Regions from separate parts of the Mus musculus genome. Here all the other regions are linked to region 1. A link is a contact called in public ChIA-PET and HiChIP or PLAC-seq data. All regions are on one chromosome and are shown on one strand. Each heading gives the region's core, a stretch centred on a gene start, on an enhancer-like site or on the middle of the called end of the contact. The rest is flanking DNA. Distances are from core to core; before and after follow the strand shown.

Evidence for each region. ChIA-PET counts read pairs in DNA pulled down with a chosen protein or histone mark. HiChIP or PLAC-seq counts read pairs in DNA pulled down with a chosen protein or histone mark.
Region 2: an RNA polymerase II ChIA-PET map of memory CD8 T cells shows a contact between it and region 1, with 37 read pairs. The contact joins two enhancer-like sites. A contact is called at or near these places in 6 of 39 promoter capture datasets (the 3T3-L1 cell line, 3T3-L1-derived adipocytes, the C10 cell line and 3 more), 2 of 115 datasets of contacts at active chromatin or transcription factors (memory CD8 T cells and microglia) and 2 of 9 other capture datasets (adipose tissue and embryonic stem cells).
Region 3: a BATF HiChIP or PLAC-seq map of CD8 T cells shows a contact between it and region 1, with 7 read pairs. The contact joins two enhancer-like sites. A contact is called at or near these places in 3 of 39 promoter capture datasets (the 3T3-L1 cell line, neutrophils and stem cell-derived epiblast-like cells), 1 of 115 datasets of contacts at active chromatin or transcription factors (CD8 T cells) and 3 of 9 other capture datasets (adipose tissue, liver and pancreatic islet).

The regions. Positions count from the first base shown.
Region 1 is chr10:7,822,692-7,827,510 of GRCm38.p6, forward strand. No RefSeq gene overlaps it. Among named protein-coding and RNA genes, the nearest start is that of Zc3h12d, 7.4 kb to the right of the region's middle. Within about 2 kb of position 2,135, at least 47 of the 459 cell types and tissues checked have an H3K27ac peak or open chromatin away from gene starts, as enhancers often do. A contact at or near this core is called in CD8 T cells and memory CD8 T cells, where this site is marked.
Region 2 is chr10:8,035,297-8,040,115 of GRCm38.p6, forward strand. No RefSeq gene overlaps it. Among named protein-coding and RNA genes, the nearest start is that of Gm30820, 58 kb to the left of the region's middle. Within about 2 kb of position 2,200, at least 62 of the 459 cell types and tissues checked have an H3K27ac peak or open chromatin away from gene starts, as enhancers often do. A contact at or near this core is called in memory CD8 T cells, where this site is marked.
Region 3 is chr10:7,974,723-7,979,541 of GRCm38.p6, forward strand. No RefSeq gene overlaps it. Among named protein-coding and RNA genes, the nearest start is that of Gm30820, 2.7 kb to the right of the region's middle. Within about 2 kb of position 1,934, at least 34 of the 459 cell types and tissues checked have an H3K27ac peak or open chromatin away from gene starts, as enhancers often do. A contact at or near this core is called in CD8 T cells, where this site is marked.

The DNA of each region.
Region 1 (4,819 bases), core at 885-3,384:
TAAAACCATCTACTCTGACCCAAATCTCCTTTATTCTTCACTGTGCCTGAGGGCAGTGCTTCTCAATCTTCCTAAGGCTGCAGCCCTTCAGTTCCTGTCGTGGTGACCCCCAGCCATAAAATTATTTCATTCCTTCTTTCTAACTGTAATCTTGGTGCTATTATGAATTGTAAGTATCTGTGTTTTCCAGTAGTCTTAGGCAACCCCTATGAAGAGGTCATTTGGCCCCCAGAGGGGTTGCGACCCACAGGTTGAGAACCACTGCCCTGGAGTCCGATGTCATTTCATTCTTGAGTTGGACTTTTGTAGACTCCCATAAAAATGAGGTCACATAGAATTTGTGTTTCTGTGCCTGCTTATATCACTCAGTATTAATGTTGTCCAGGTTCACCCATGTTGCAAATGCCTTTCCTTCCTAAAGGATAAAGAGTATCCTGTGTGTCTAGATGGCATGTGTTCTCTCTGTTGTTATTAGGCGAGTGTGTGTATTTTGTGTCTCAGCTGGAAGCACAGGCAGCTCTGCAGTTTGCAAACAAACCCTTTACACTGCTGGATCATAGTAGTACATCTTCAAAGTTTGTCCCCCAAAATATCTCTACTGTTTTCCATAATGGCTATAATAATTCACATTCCCAAAGACAATATATGAGGATTTCTTTTGAGAAGCTGTGGGGTTTTTTTGTTTTTTGTTTTGTTTTGTTTGTTTGTTTTTGTTTTGTTTTTTTGATTTTCAAGACAGGGTTTCTCTGTGTAGCCCTGGCTATCCTGGAACTCACTTTGTAGACCAGGCTGGCCTCAAACTCAGAAATCTGCCTGCCTCTGCCTCCCGAGTGCTGGGATTAAAGGTGTGCGCCACCATGCCTGGCTGAAGCTGTTGTTTTAACCAGGTGGTTTCCCCCCCCCCCTTTTTTTTTGTTTAGTTTTATTGTTTTTATTTTATTGTTTTACTTTAATGGGGTTATTTGTAACCCAGCCTGACCTCAAACCTAGCCGAGTATGAGGTTGAACTTCTGGACCTCCTGTCCAAATTTGCAGAGATCTGGAGTTATAAATGTGTACCACCACGCCTGTATTATGTGGTTTTAAGGACTGCTAAACAAGCCCTCTACCAGCGGACTTCCATTCTTTGTTTTTGAGACTGTGTAGCCTTGGTGGCCTGGAACTCACTATGTAGTCCAGGCCTTGGCCTTGAACTCCTAGAGATCTGCCTGTCTCTGCCTTCCAAATGCTGGATTAAGAGTATGCACTACTATGCCCAGTCTCACTAGGTGATTTTAATTATAATTTTAGTCATAACCTGGTTATGTGTCTTGATGAGATATGGGGCAGTAATCTGAATTACTACTGCGTATATCTAGGTGAAGTGCCCCATAATTTCTGTCTCAGATTTGGCTTCAGGGTTTAGGTGAGCCCCACCTTTCCCTCTTAGGTGCTGCCATTGAAAGGAGAATCTTCTACCTCCCACTGTACTAGATGAAACCAGCTTTCGGTGATTTTCCATTGGCTTTTGGGAAAAAAAAAAAAACAAAAAACAAAAAACAACAGCAAGTACATTTTGCATTAAAGTAGTTACTTCAAACCCCAGATTGCTCATTAATACAGCTTCAGTTTAGGCTGTTAATCTTTTTGTTTGTTTGTTTGTTTGTTTGTTTGTTTTCTGAGACAGGGATTCTCTGTATAGCCCTGGCTGTCCTGGAACTCACTTTGTAGACCAGGCTGGCCTCGAACTCAGAAATCTGCCTGCCTCTGCCCCCCCCCCCCCCCCCAGTGCTGGGACTAAAGGCGGGTACCACCACCACCCGGCTAGGGTGTTAATCTTTTACCAGTTGAATTTTCAAAGACTTTGGCCAGCACTCTTAATAGTTCTTTAGTAGGCTGAGAGGCTGAGTGAGAACCTCCGTGTTGTCTCAGCAGTTGGACCAGTTCCTTTAATAAACTGAATTTTGGTCAGTGGAAATTTAATCTAAGTTTGACATTTCATACCTGGAAGGTTGAGTCACAGAGAATACATAACAGATAGTAAAATCGAAATCTCAGAAGCTTCACCTTTAAGTGGCTGTTGCTAGGAGACTATGCTTTGATGGGAAACTTGAGAGAAGGTTGTTTCCTGTTAAGTGATCATGTGGAGATCCCCTTCTTTTCAAAACGGACTCTGTGTCAAAGCAAATAACACCAGTTATTCTTGCTGGTCTTTATTCCTACGTGTTTATAACCCACCCAGGTCTGGGAAATATGAGTAATGCTAAGAGTTAGCAGTCTTACATTTCGCCTCCTCTATTCCTTGTTCGTTTGAGCAGGCAGACGGGTGAGCTGTTGAGTGTTTTCATTGTGCAGTTTAAAAATGGTATTGTGAGGGCTGCCAAGCACCTCATCCAGTAAAGACGCATGTCACCAAGCTTGGATTTGACCCTTGGGTTCTACATGTGCCCCGTGACGTCTGCAAGCACACACTAAATATATGTGATTTTTTTTTTTTTTTTTTTTTTTTGAGATAGGGTTTTTCTGGCTGTCCCAGAACTTGCTCAGTAGACCAGGCTGGCCTTGAATACAAAGATCAGCCAGCCTCTGCCTTCTTGAGTTGTTCTGGGATTAAAGGTGTGTGCCACTGCTCAGCCAACTCAATGATTTTTTTAAAACCTGTGTTGATGGTATTCCCTTTGGATTGCTGGGAAGCTGACCCACACAGTAACATATTAGCAATAGTGTGTATAAAAAGAGAAGTTGGGGGATGCGGCTAGAATTCTAGAACTCTACCACAGTGACCCCTGGTTCCTGAAAACAGTTTTGCTTTGTACTGTTTCCTTGGTGTGGTGGAGAGGCTTGGCTTTCCAGTTGGGAAGCTTGATTCAGAAACAAAAAGGTCGGTGCCAGATGTAGGAGCAGAAAACTATGGGAACACGTGGTGATGGGCTGACCAAAGCAGAGGATTATAAAGAGAAAGGAAGGGCCCACAGACAGGAGGGAGCGGGAAGCAAATCCAGAAAGCCTGCATTTGATTCTTAGGCGGTAGAGAAGCTGAGCACATTCCTAAGGAGGAAAGTGGTAGAGTGTAGCCAAGGAAAGTGGGTTCTGCAACAGGCTGGTTCCACAGCCCCCATTGCTTTGAACATAACTCATTCCATATTCGCGCCTCGTGCAACCCCAAACCAGATTTAATCCAAGTTACTTTCCCAGAGTAGGTGCAGAAGTCTGGATTTGAGACATAGAATGGGCCTTCCATCAATAATAATAATAATAAAAATCACAAAAAGTCTATGGTCTCTGCTCCACGATCACTCATTGACGAAGGCCAGCAGTTCAAGGGTCTGGAGTGGCTACAGATGGGTGTGGTTTGGGCGAGACTTTGATACACTGGGAGCAGGATTAGTAGAGCTCCCTAGTTAACGTGGTCTCTAGTCCCATAGTGGGCCACTTCTCATACTGTCTTGGGGGCAGTCGCCCTGTGCAACTCATCTTCATACACACGGCATGCAGTGGAGCCTTGTCTTACTGTAATCTCATTGGACGGCAGATATCTTTACCTTCAGAAGGGTTGTTTCACTGTTACATTGATAATCATCTACTATTCACAAACCAAAGGCACAGATTCATTGCCTTACCCCCTCGCATGCTCACAGGAAATAACGTGATGTCTCATCTCGACACTTGCTCTGTTTGGGAGCCTGTGTCCACAGCCTCCGCATGACAATGATGCTGCAGCACACGGTAGCAGCTTGAGGGTGCTAATGATTCTTTCTAGCTTCTGGTACGTTCCTTGGCTTACAGTTACACCACTTTAAGCTTAGCCTCTGCCTTCACATGGCCTTTACCCTGCATCTCTATGTCTGAGTCTCCCTCTCCTTATTTCTAATAAGAATGCTAGCCATTACATCAGGGCCCCCTCACGGCTGTACAACTCCAGCTTACCTGAGTAACTTTTACAGAGACTATTTTCAAATAAAGTTATGTTCACAGAAGAAATCAGAACTTGAACATGTTTTAGGACAGGGGTCAGGGTAAGGGCATGGTAGCTTGTCACCTTTCTTGTGGGGTGAGGTGCTATGGGGCTCAAGAAAAGCTTCTATAGTGTTTTGGCCAGAGACCAACAGAGGATGCCGGGATAAGCCTTGGAGCCTATGTTTCTAAACAATGTGGCCAGGGTTCAAGGCTTCATGTAGCATGTGCAACACCCCTCATTGTTGCCTGTGCTCATCTTAGTTCCTCTGTTAGTGACCATCAGCCCTCATGTCTTTTGGTTCATTGGTTCATAGCATTTCTTCTTAGGGATGAATGGAGTACTAAGCATGAACCACATCACATTTCCCTTGGGGGAGGGGCTCGCTGAAAAATCTAAGATTTTTCTGGATTCTAGGAAAGGCAGGTCTTCCAGAGTCAAGAATGGCCTGTTAAAGCTAAGCATTACTCCACTCATGATATGACCCCAACCATAAAATCATTTTCATGGCTACTTCATAACTGTATTTTTGCTGATGTTATGAATCATAATATAAGTATCAGATATGCAGGATATCTGATATCTGTCTCCCATGAAAGGGTTGTTGAACCCCAAAGGGGCCATGACCCACAGGTTGAGAACCACTGGTACCGTAGGCGTGTGAGGTCAGTAGCTTGGATTGTACAAAGACAGTAGAACGCTACAGAGCACCCTGCAGGGCCATTGCTTCTGTCTGATGTTACTCACAAGGCCTGCAGTCCTGAGAAGATATGCCTGATTTTTGGAAGGCCAGACTTTCCCACATTTGGATCTGTCTAATAGCTCTGCACCGGAGGAGACAATCTGTTTTCTCAAGCTATGGTGTCACGATGGCCCAGAAATGAA
Region 2 (4,819 bases), core at 950-3,449, 210 kb after region 1:
ATCATCTTCTCCACTGCAGTAAAAGAGAGTCATTTTCTACAGTTTGTTCTCATGTCTTAATGTTCCTCGGATACTAATGTAAAAGCCCAGATCACATGAATTGCCTTGCTAAAGCTTCAAGGCTAGTGTGGTCACCTAGGATACAGCCCAAGTATCCTGAAGGCCAAGAGATTTGCCTTCTAATTCTTGAAAGCTTTCTTTCTGTGAGTATCAGTTGAAAGTGGGCTGCCATCCCCAGTGAGTGAGCTCCAATTTCCTCCTACAGTTCTTTGCTCTCTTGCCAAAAAAAGTAAGTGTAGCCAGCACACCAAGGAAGTACCCTGCTTTCAGTGCTCCTGAAATGCCAAGGATCCATCTGACCCTGCCAACACATTTAGTGTCATTTCCCAACCTTTCTTGTGTGTTAACAGTAAGGCAGGACAAAAATAGACCTTCTGTTAACTACAGGCCATCCTCACAGCTTTGTAGGGCAAAAAGCTATAGAATCATTCTGCTTGCAGACTTCCCTGTGCTGTATGGATTGCGGTTGGTTAGGACAATTGATTAACTTATCATTCAGGAAATGGAGCCGACCATCTCATGGATCAGTGAGCTTGGCTCTAATCTCCAGCTAGGGAAGTTGATACTTTCAATTCTAAAGTCTGTAGGCCCTTTTTCCAGGCACCTAATCTAGCAAACCTCTATTGCTCGTCTAAATTGAACTGTAAACCTCCTTCTTTAAGGCCTAAGACTCAAGCGCCCTGGCAATCAGGAGGAGCCAGAGACTTAGGCAGAGGGACAGAAAAGTCACAGCTCTCAGATTTCTGAGCCCTCAGAAGTTTCTATGGGCCAATGCTTGTAAAGTGGGGATAGCAGTTCTGTGACTGAGCCCTAACAGCCACAGTGATGGAGCCCATGCTGCATACTGGAAGGTCAGTGAAAAGTCAACTCTTCATGCAGGGTGAAGCTGGAGGGCTACTGAATTTTGGAGGATTGTTGCTTTGGGTGTGTGTGTGTGTGCCGGTACATGTGTGTTATCCTCAGGACTATCATCTACTCCTTTAAGAATATCTCACTGGGAACCAATTAGGCAAGACAGACTGGCTAGTGAGCCCCAGGGATTCTCTTGTCTTCTTCTGCCCAGCACTGGGATTACACATAAGCCTCACTTTGGCTCTCTTACATGGGTTCTGCGGCTCAAATTCAAGTTCTTATGCTCAAAAGGCACTACTTTATTGACCAAGCTAGCTCTCTGGTTCCCATTGTTTCTTATTAACAGGTAATCCTAAGTAACACAGCCGACTATAAGATTCTTGCATTGTTTAATTAATTTCATCAGTCTCGTCCAGGATGTGTTTAGCCTGGAGGAGCAGACAGGAAAGCTGGGATTTCATTACACAAAGTCTATTCAGCCAAACTTGAACCTTTGGGCATTCAACTGAACTTGGAGCCAAGCCTGCCTGCCTGCCTGCCTGCCTGCCTTCCTTCCTTCCTTCCTTCCTTCCTTCCTTCCTTCCTTCCTTCCTTCCTTCCTTCCTTCCTTCTTTCCTTCCTTCCTTCCTTCCTTCCCTTTCCCTCCCTCCCTCCCTCCCTCCCTCCTTCTTCTTCTTCTTCTTCTTCTTCTTCTTCTTCTTCTTCTTCTTCTCTCTCTCTCTCTCTCTCTCTCTCTCTCTCTCTCTCTCTCTCTCTCTCTCTCTCTCTCTCTCTCTCCTTCTCCCCTCTTTGGTTATTCTAAGTTTTTACCCATTTATTGGAGAGGTATTTCCATAGATTACAACTAGCCAGTGTTTTAAACAATTGTAACTAGAACTGGAGAGATTTAAAGCTTGGGATCCAATAGCTTGACCACTAAAAGAGTAAATAAAACAACCTAATAGCTTTAAAAAATGAATAAGGTGCTGATCTGACATTGCAGGTCCCTTATAAGGATGGCATTTGGGATTAGAGTTGACAGGGGTTGAGAGCAGAATCTTCCCAAGTAGGGGAGGGAGGAAAGGGCCCTCCTTGCAGGCCCATCTATAGTTTCCATCAAATCCCCCAAATTGCTTTTCCTACTGAGCTTCACACAGCCAGGCTCTCTATGCCCTGCCAGGCACTGTAGGGGCTTCAGTTTCTGTCATGGAGCAAAGTCCTTCAGCATTGATGTGGCTCACAGAGTCCCCCAGGTACTAAACAACCCTTCTCCTCTCCGGGGGATGACTGCCTCACTCAGCAAAGGGAGGTGACAGGGGAAAGGCATCTGGTGTGGTCTGGTGTAGGAAAAGCTTCTCGTTGCCAGCACACACACACACACACACACACACACACACACACACACACACCACCACCACCACCACCACCACCACCACCACCACCACCGTCTTTAAAGACTTGCTAGTATGTGCACAAAGCACACATTTTCTTTGTTAGCTGAAGCACGGCAGGGCAGGGTTTCACTTTGCACAGTTGACAGTTTCACCCTTATTCCTTCATTTGGTTTCTGACACCGTGTATTTTTCTTCCCTCTTTGGTTTTGGCATCTTTGCCACTTTCTCTTTTTTATCTGTCTCTTTACTCACCTCCCGTCCCTTACGATGCCTACCCTTAGGTTTCAGGCAGCTGCCTTGCCGATTTTCCCTATGGATTTCTGTAAGTTTCATCTGTTAAAGGCCCCCATGTACTAGCCTTGTCTATTTTTATCACCAGGGCCGCTCTTTGCTGCCGTCACTCTGACGGTCGGTCTCCCAAACAATAGAAGAATGATTCTATTTGGGGTTCAATATGTCCTTCTCTCATGGGGGCTCATTCAGTATAATATAACATCTGTGCTGGTTCTTTAAACACATGAATGCATGCAAAGTACACACAGTGCAAACACACACACACACACACACACACACACACACACACACACACACACACACACTTCTGTTTCACTAATTGGCCATGGCTATCCCAGGGGTTTCTATGGTTCTTAGAGGCCACTGCAGTTGAATGGGCACTTAGGGACTCCTAAATTGAGCACATTAAAAAAAACTGATTTAGAGGGAGTTTGACAAAGGCCCTTTTAATTATTTTTCCCCCTGCTTTGCTATGGCTGGTCAGAGCCTGGTCCCTGAGTCATTAGGGGGCCCAACCATTAGATGTTCCTGCTTACTCTGCAAATGTAACAGGCTTATCACGTAGAACTCTGTCTCCAGCTGGTTTAAAATGTAGGTGGTGCCAGTGGGTAGCAGCTGTTACAGGCTGCTGAGCCAGGAGACACCGGGACGTCTCTGGGTGTGAAGAGGTCAGAACCCAGGACCCTGTATAGTACACTGATCCCTGTGTTTTCTATACACTGGCACTCTGAAGGGCAACCAGCCCTTTCAGGGTCTCCAGGTGCCCGCCCTGTCCTTGTCATCCAGAACCCAGGAAAGCTTAGCACTGGCTTTCAACGTGAGGCCAGACTACTTAGTCACATCGAAAATAATGAATAATTCGTACATTTGTAATTCAAATGTTCACACTGATGCATAATTCAAATGAAAAGCTGTTATTAGGACTGAGGAACACATGGATTTGGTTCACAACTTTGTTTTTAAATTTCCAATTATTATTTGCCTTGGGTTTCAAGGCTGAGCCACTTCTATTTTTGCAGCTGTTTTATCTGAGTTGGCGCACCGAGCTCGATGGCTGTGCTGATCAGATCAGGGAGGGACAGGTACCAATTGGCTTTTTCTATTCCTATGACTGAGTTAGTGTCATCTTATTCTCCCTCCAGGGCTATGAAGCTCCCTTCTTCAAGTATCCTAGCAGAATCTTAAAGACATTAAGAGAAGTTGAAATCACACACAAAATGAAGAAACTAATTCAGAAGGTCTTCATGTACCCACCCAGTAATAAGAGCTTTCCAGACTTCCTTTGCCACCCCACTGGTTACTTTAAATTCCACAATGAGAAAACATTTTGTCTCAGCAAGTTGTCTTGGCTTTTAGAAAGAATGGTTGTGCCTTCCCCCCATCATCTGGGAAAGGCTCCCCAGAGCAACTGTAAATGAGGACAGTTAGAGCTTCCTGAAAGGGGAAAGGCCAGCTGCAAGACAGCCTTACCTCCAGTGACATGACGTAAGAAACAGGTCCCTTGAAGGAATGCCCTGAAGTGCCTTGGCTCCCCTCTGGCCCTGACCAGTGGCCTGGCATCATGGGAATGTGCCCTGTCGGCAAGTTGGAGGTAACATGATGCTCTTTCTCTGGAAGCCTGTATCAAGTGTTTTGGTTTTCTCAGACTTGCTTACAGCTTGGGATAAGGATCCAAACTCTGCACAAGCAAGCCATGCTCTTTATATGTATACAAAACATGGTGAATTGTAAAGTTAGGGGTCAGAGTTTTCTGAAGCCAAGAAAGGAATGAAATTGAAAATGGATATCTTAGATATGAATACCACAACTGACGTCCATAATCCTCTAAGTACCTGCAGAAAAAATATAGGAATTTGCCTATTATTTCTACTTTCTGTTATTGAGATAGCACAGCAAGAAAAAAAAAAGTTTCTAGTCCCACTACCAAAGATTGCCAATGAATCCATGTTCCTCAGGAAGGGAAGGATCTACACTTTCCTGTGGGGGGAGTATCTACATTCTCCTTTTCAGTTGAGTTTGAAATAATCTTGTTTGAAAAGCAGCAACACCTGTAAAAATTAGCTAAATACCCTTGGTGTATTCATCATTCTATTGATCCATTTCTCCAACACGTTTCCATTTTAAATGTTGTGTCAATTTGTGTGCTACATACGTCTGGAGTGGGGAATGTGTAGTGCTTCCTGGTTAATCTTTTGCTGTGTGAAACAGTAGCTTCTTGGGACCCAGTGACTAAAATAAGT
Region 3 (4,819 bases), core at 684-3,183, 150 kb after region 1:
TTTTCATTAAGTTCTCTTATTTTACCTGCATAGAGAGTGAAGTGTTTTGCTCAAGGTCAGGGTTATTGGCAGACTGAAGTATACAGTCAGGACTGACTCTAGTGATACCATCTCATATCAGAAATTGCACGAGCTTGTCTTATCTGTGTGTTCTTTCTTTTATGCCAGGGAAATAGGACATTTTAGTCCCCGGAATCACATATACCTTGTATGAGCTTAAAATTCAATAATAAATAGGCATTTTATGATGGACTCTTATTTGGGCTCACTAGAAATAGAAGGTCTATCCATAGTTAACTGTGCTCTTAGCAAGATCCAGGTTTCTATTTATTTGTGCCTAGATTCAAAACGTCTCCAAGAATAATAAGAAAAACACTCTGTCTTCATTCAGAGCCTTCGTTTTTATCCAGTACAGAGAGCAGGAAAGAACAGAATTATCTTGAGTCCTACACACTCTTAGGGCTTAGCTTTCCTCTGTGAGCTGGTAAGCTGGAGCTCACCAATATACACTAAGATAATTGTTAGAGCCTTTTGACCAGCATCAGATATTTCAATCCAGGGCTAGACACTCAGATGAAATATTTTCACTGAAGTCAGATTCTTGACATAGTTTCCCCACCTCCACCCCAATGCCTTTCATTTTCTGTTAAATATGAGATATGGAAAAATGTTAACAATTGTACAGTTAAAGAACAAACATAAGCCCCGTCCTCATTTGGCATGAGAGAGAAGATTTAATCCAATCCCCAGCGGGAAGTGTTGATTGATAATAAAGTAAAAAACAGCAGGGGCGGGTGGAATGCACTTAGACAGTTATGGAATTAACCCCTATAGCTGGGATTATTTTACAATTTAAGAAATTTTATCGGGAGAAAATGAGTTTATGTTATTTGCTCCTAAAATAAGAAAAATGAACATTTCTATGTGACCTAAAACATCTTCAATATTTTAATTATTTCTTAGAGAAAAACAGGAAACTCTTGCTTCCTAATTCATAAATAAATCAAAGAGACCAGGTAACTGATTTGAGATCACGCGAGGGTAGTAAATAGTAAATTCTTCTGCTGATGCTGCCTTTTTGTTTCGTTGAGGCAGAATCTCACTGTGTAGCTCCAGCCTGGAACTCACCATGTAGACCAGGCTGGCTGCAAATTTGCAAAGAGCCACCTGCCTCTGTTTCCTGAGTGTTGGGATTAAAGGTGTGCATCACCATGCCTGGCATGTACTGCATTCTTGATTTAAAATGACATCTTTCTACCTTTAACATTGCATGTTTTACCCCAGAGAAAAATGTGTTCCCACATGTGGGAAGCCACATGTGCCGTTGCAGAGTAGCGCTGACTACTGCTGGCCACCACACATAAGTTTGGACAAACAACCAATGTGTACATATGCAGTAAAGTTTTTTGCAAAGACACTGCCTGGCCCGGGCATGATAATGAGGCTTTGAGAGTATAACCAATCAGATGTGAGACATGCAAATGAGGTTTGATAATGAGGCTCTGTGAGGTACAGAGAGAGAGAGTAGCCAATCAGATGAGGAACATGCAAATGAGGCTTAGTGCATAACCAATCCGGGTGTGAGACACGCCTCTCCTAGGCCTATATAAGCAGCACCAGTTCTGGGCTCGGGGTCTCTTCGCCTCTGCAATCAAGCTCTCCTAATAAACGTGTGCAGAAGGATCCTGTTGCAGAAGGATCCTGTTGCAGCGTCGTTACTGCTGGCCAGTCCGGCGCACGCAAGACCTACAGCTTATCACAACGACCCACGCGACTCCAAACCATCAGAATAACTGTGACGATAATTATTGGTATGTTTGCATGGGGCTTGTCCCTCAGCGAGCACGTGTGCACGGGTGGGGGTTGGTCCTCTGTGTGGCAGTATCAAGGTACAGAAGCATTGAGAAGTGGGGCCTAGGAGGAAGTACTATTGAGGTTATTGTGCCAGCTGCCTTCAGTGGGGTTAATGTGGTTCTGGTGGAATCCAGTCAGCTCTCACCACAGCTGGCTGTGATAACCGGTTGTTGTCTAGTTTGCTTCCTTGCTGTCACCATCTTGCATGTGCCTTTCCTATACTGCTACCAGAGGCTGAGGAGTAGAGCGATGCAATTGTAGGCTTAGAATTTTGAAAACCTACTTTCATAAGGGTTCTCCTTAAAACTTTTTTGACAGTTTGGAATTTGGCAAATGAAAATAGATGATGAGAATGCATTGTATATGGTATACACTTTTAATGAAGCCCATAATTATATATAATTAACATACCTCGAATAAAACATTAAAAAGAAGAAGATAGGATTTTTTTTTTTTTTTTTTTTTTTTTTTTTTTTTTTGGTTATAGTTCTGGTTGATCCAGGAAGTGTGGAATTCTGGACTCTGTCAATTATTTAACAGTCTGATGACCTTGGTCTGGTTTTTTTTTTTTTTTTTTTTTTTTTTTGGCTCAAGGGTCCCTCATGACAGGGAAATTGAGACAGGAAAGTGACTTGCTTGATGCAGTTTTCAGCATCATATCTACAATTAGGAAGCAGAGATGGATGTTTGTGCTCACGTTTCCTCTTTATACACAATCTTGAATCCCAGCCCAGGGAATGGCTGAACCCACAATAGGCCATCTTCCTAAAGTTAGTTAACCTAATTAAGATTATCCCCCATTCCCACAGGTCCGTCTTCCAGTGGACTTAAGATCTCAACTAGAAAATTGAAATTAGCTATTATAGGTCTTTTAAGAGGTAACGTTATCATGAGGTTGTTAAGACCAATCCTAATCTGATATGACCACTGTCCCTCTGCCCTTGTAAGTTAAAGGGGGCTGTGGAGATGCCCCAGTTGGGGAAGGGTGCTTGCTGATAGTATGGAGTACCTGCATTTGATCTTCAGAATCCATACAGTGAAGAGAGAACTCACTTTCGAAAACTGTCCTCTGACTCCACATATAAGCCATAGTGCATGCATGCACAGCTAGCTAAAGCAACATACATTTAAAAAATGAACAAATTGGAATATAAACAGACACCAAAGGGAGATCACACAAAGTCAGGGAGGAGGCAGCCACCTGCAAGCCTCAGAAAGAGGCTGAAACATCTTCTCTCACAGCCTTCTATAGCCGGTCTTAGCTACTTTCCTCTTTTTCTCACCCTTTATCCCCCTGGTTTCACCCCCATCACTAGATAGGAGAAAAAGAAGGATAGAGAGGAGAGATAGATCCTGAACCTATTTTCTTTCTTATTGTTTCTTCTTTGAGCACCACTACTGACCACAACCAACCTCCCTGGATGACCAACAACCATCCAGACCTCTCGAAGGCCCCTAACATCTATATACCCTCTGAAAGTGCCGAGAATTCCAAATGTCACACAGTTACTGGAACCATCTGCAGCTGGAAATCACGCCCCTGCTGGAGCATGAGGCAAGTCATAGTCAGCTTCTATGAAGAATCTGAAGCAGCCCGATATCCCACACCTGGGATCAAAACAAAACCGTATTCTTATACTTCTCTGTGTGTGGGTTTTTTCTTAAGAAACCAAAATTCCAAAATTGTCACTATAGCCCTCAGAAGGAACCTACTTTGTAGACACTGTGATGTTGCAATTTTGTATCCAGGACCTTGAGCAAATAACTATCTCTGATTCAAACCAGTAGATACTTTGTTGGCCCCAGAAAACTCACAAAAACTAAAGAGAGTAAAGTCAGAAACTTTGAAATTGGATGCCTAGCTTGCACAGAAATGCCAGGGTTTATAGCTCATCACTCACAACTTTGTATTTTTTGTCAGCCCCCCCCACCCCCAGGAGAACTAAGTTTGCTATTTCATGTTTGATACTTTCTTGTCTCTGCCATGGAAACAATAGTAATAATAATTTTTAAAACTCACTTTATTGGATTTACTGTGTGTCTTAGTTAGGGTCTGCATTGCTGTGAAAAGACACCACAAACAAGGCAACTCTTATAAGGACAACATTTAATTGGGGCTGGCTTACAGGTTCAGAGGTTCAGTCCATTATCATCAAGGTGGGAGTATGGCAGCGTCCAGGCAGGTATGGTGCTGGAGAAGCTGAGAGCTCTCTACATTTTGTTCCAAAGGCAAACAGGAGCAGACTGACTCTTCTACACTGGGAGGAGCGTCAAACCCATGCCCCCACACTGACACACTTCCCCCAACAAGGCCACACCTCCTAACAGTACCACTTCCTATGGGCCAAGCATATTCAAACCACCACACTGTTGTCAGGAAGCTTAGCTTGAGAAGGTGGTTTCTGGAGTCATTATTATTTTTAAGAGCAGCCTAGCTCGTTTGGAAAACCACTCTGTCTGTCAACATTTTAGTCAGAGGTGACCTCATGATGTGTACCTGGAAAAACCAATTTATTCACTTCATCAAAAAATTCAAGCTCTGAAAATTGAGAAAGAATAAAATCTTAATTAGCTTGTGTTATATGATTTTTTTTCAATTAAAGAAAAACAAAGGGATTTAATTAGATTAAAAATGCTAAGGAAATAGGTTGTATTGCTAGTTATGAAAAGACTCAACTTTTGAATAAGGTCATTGTTAGTTTGTAGAGACGTTAGAGATGTTTTTGTTTTCAAATAAAAAATGTGCTGGGCTTCTTAATTCATGACCTTTATGCTTAATTTGCTTACTGGAGCATCATTGACAGCATAGTCCAGTGCAGTTTTAAAACTAGCTTAATGATTGATTCTGCCTCTATAAAAATGTCTGCTGTTCCTTTATTCTCCTTTTTAAAATAGGTAGATATTCTAGAGATGCTTTCTGGCAGGTTTAGACCTGCAGTGTTGTTCAATCCCTGGCTTAGAATTA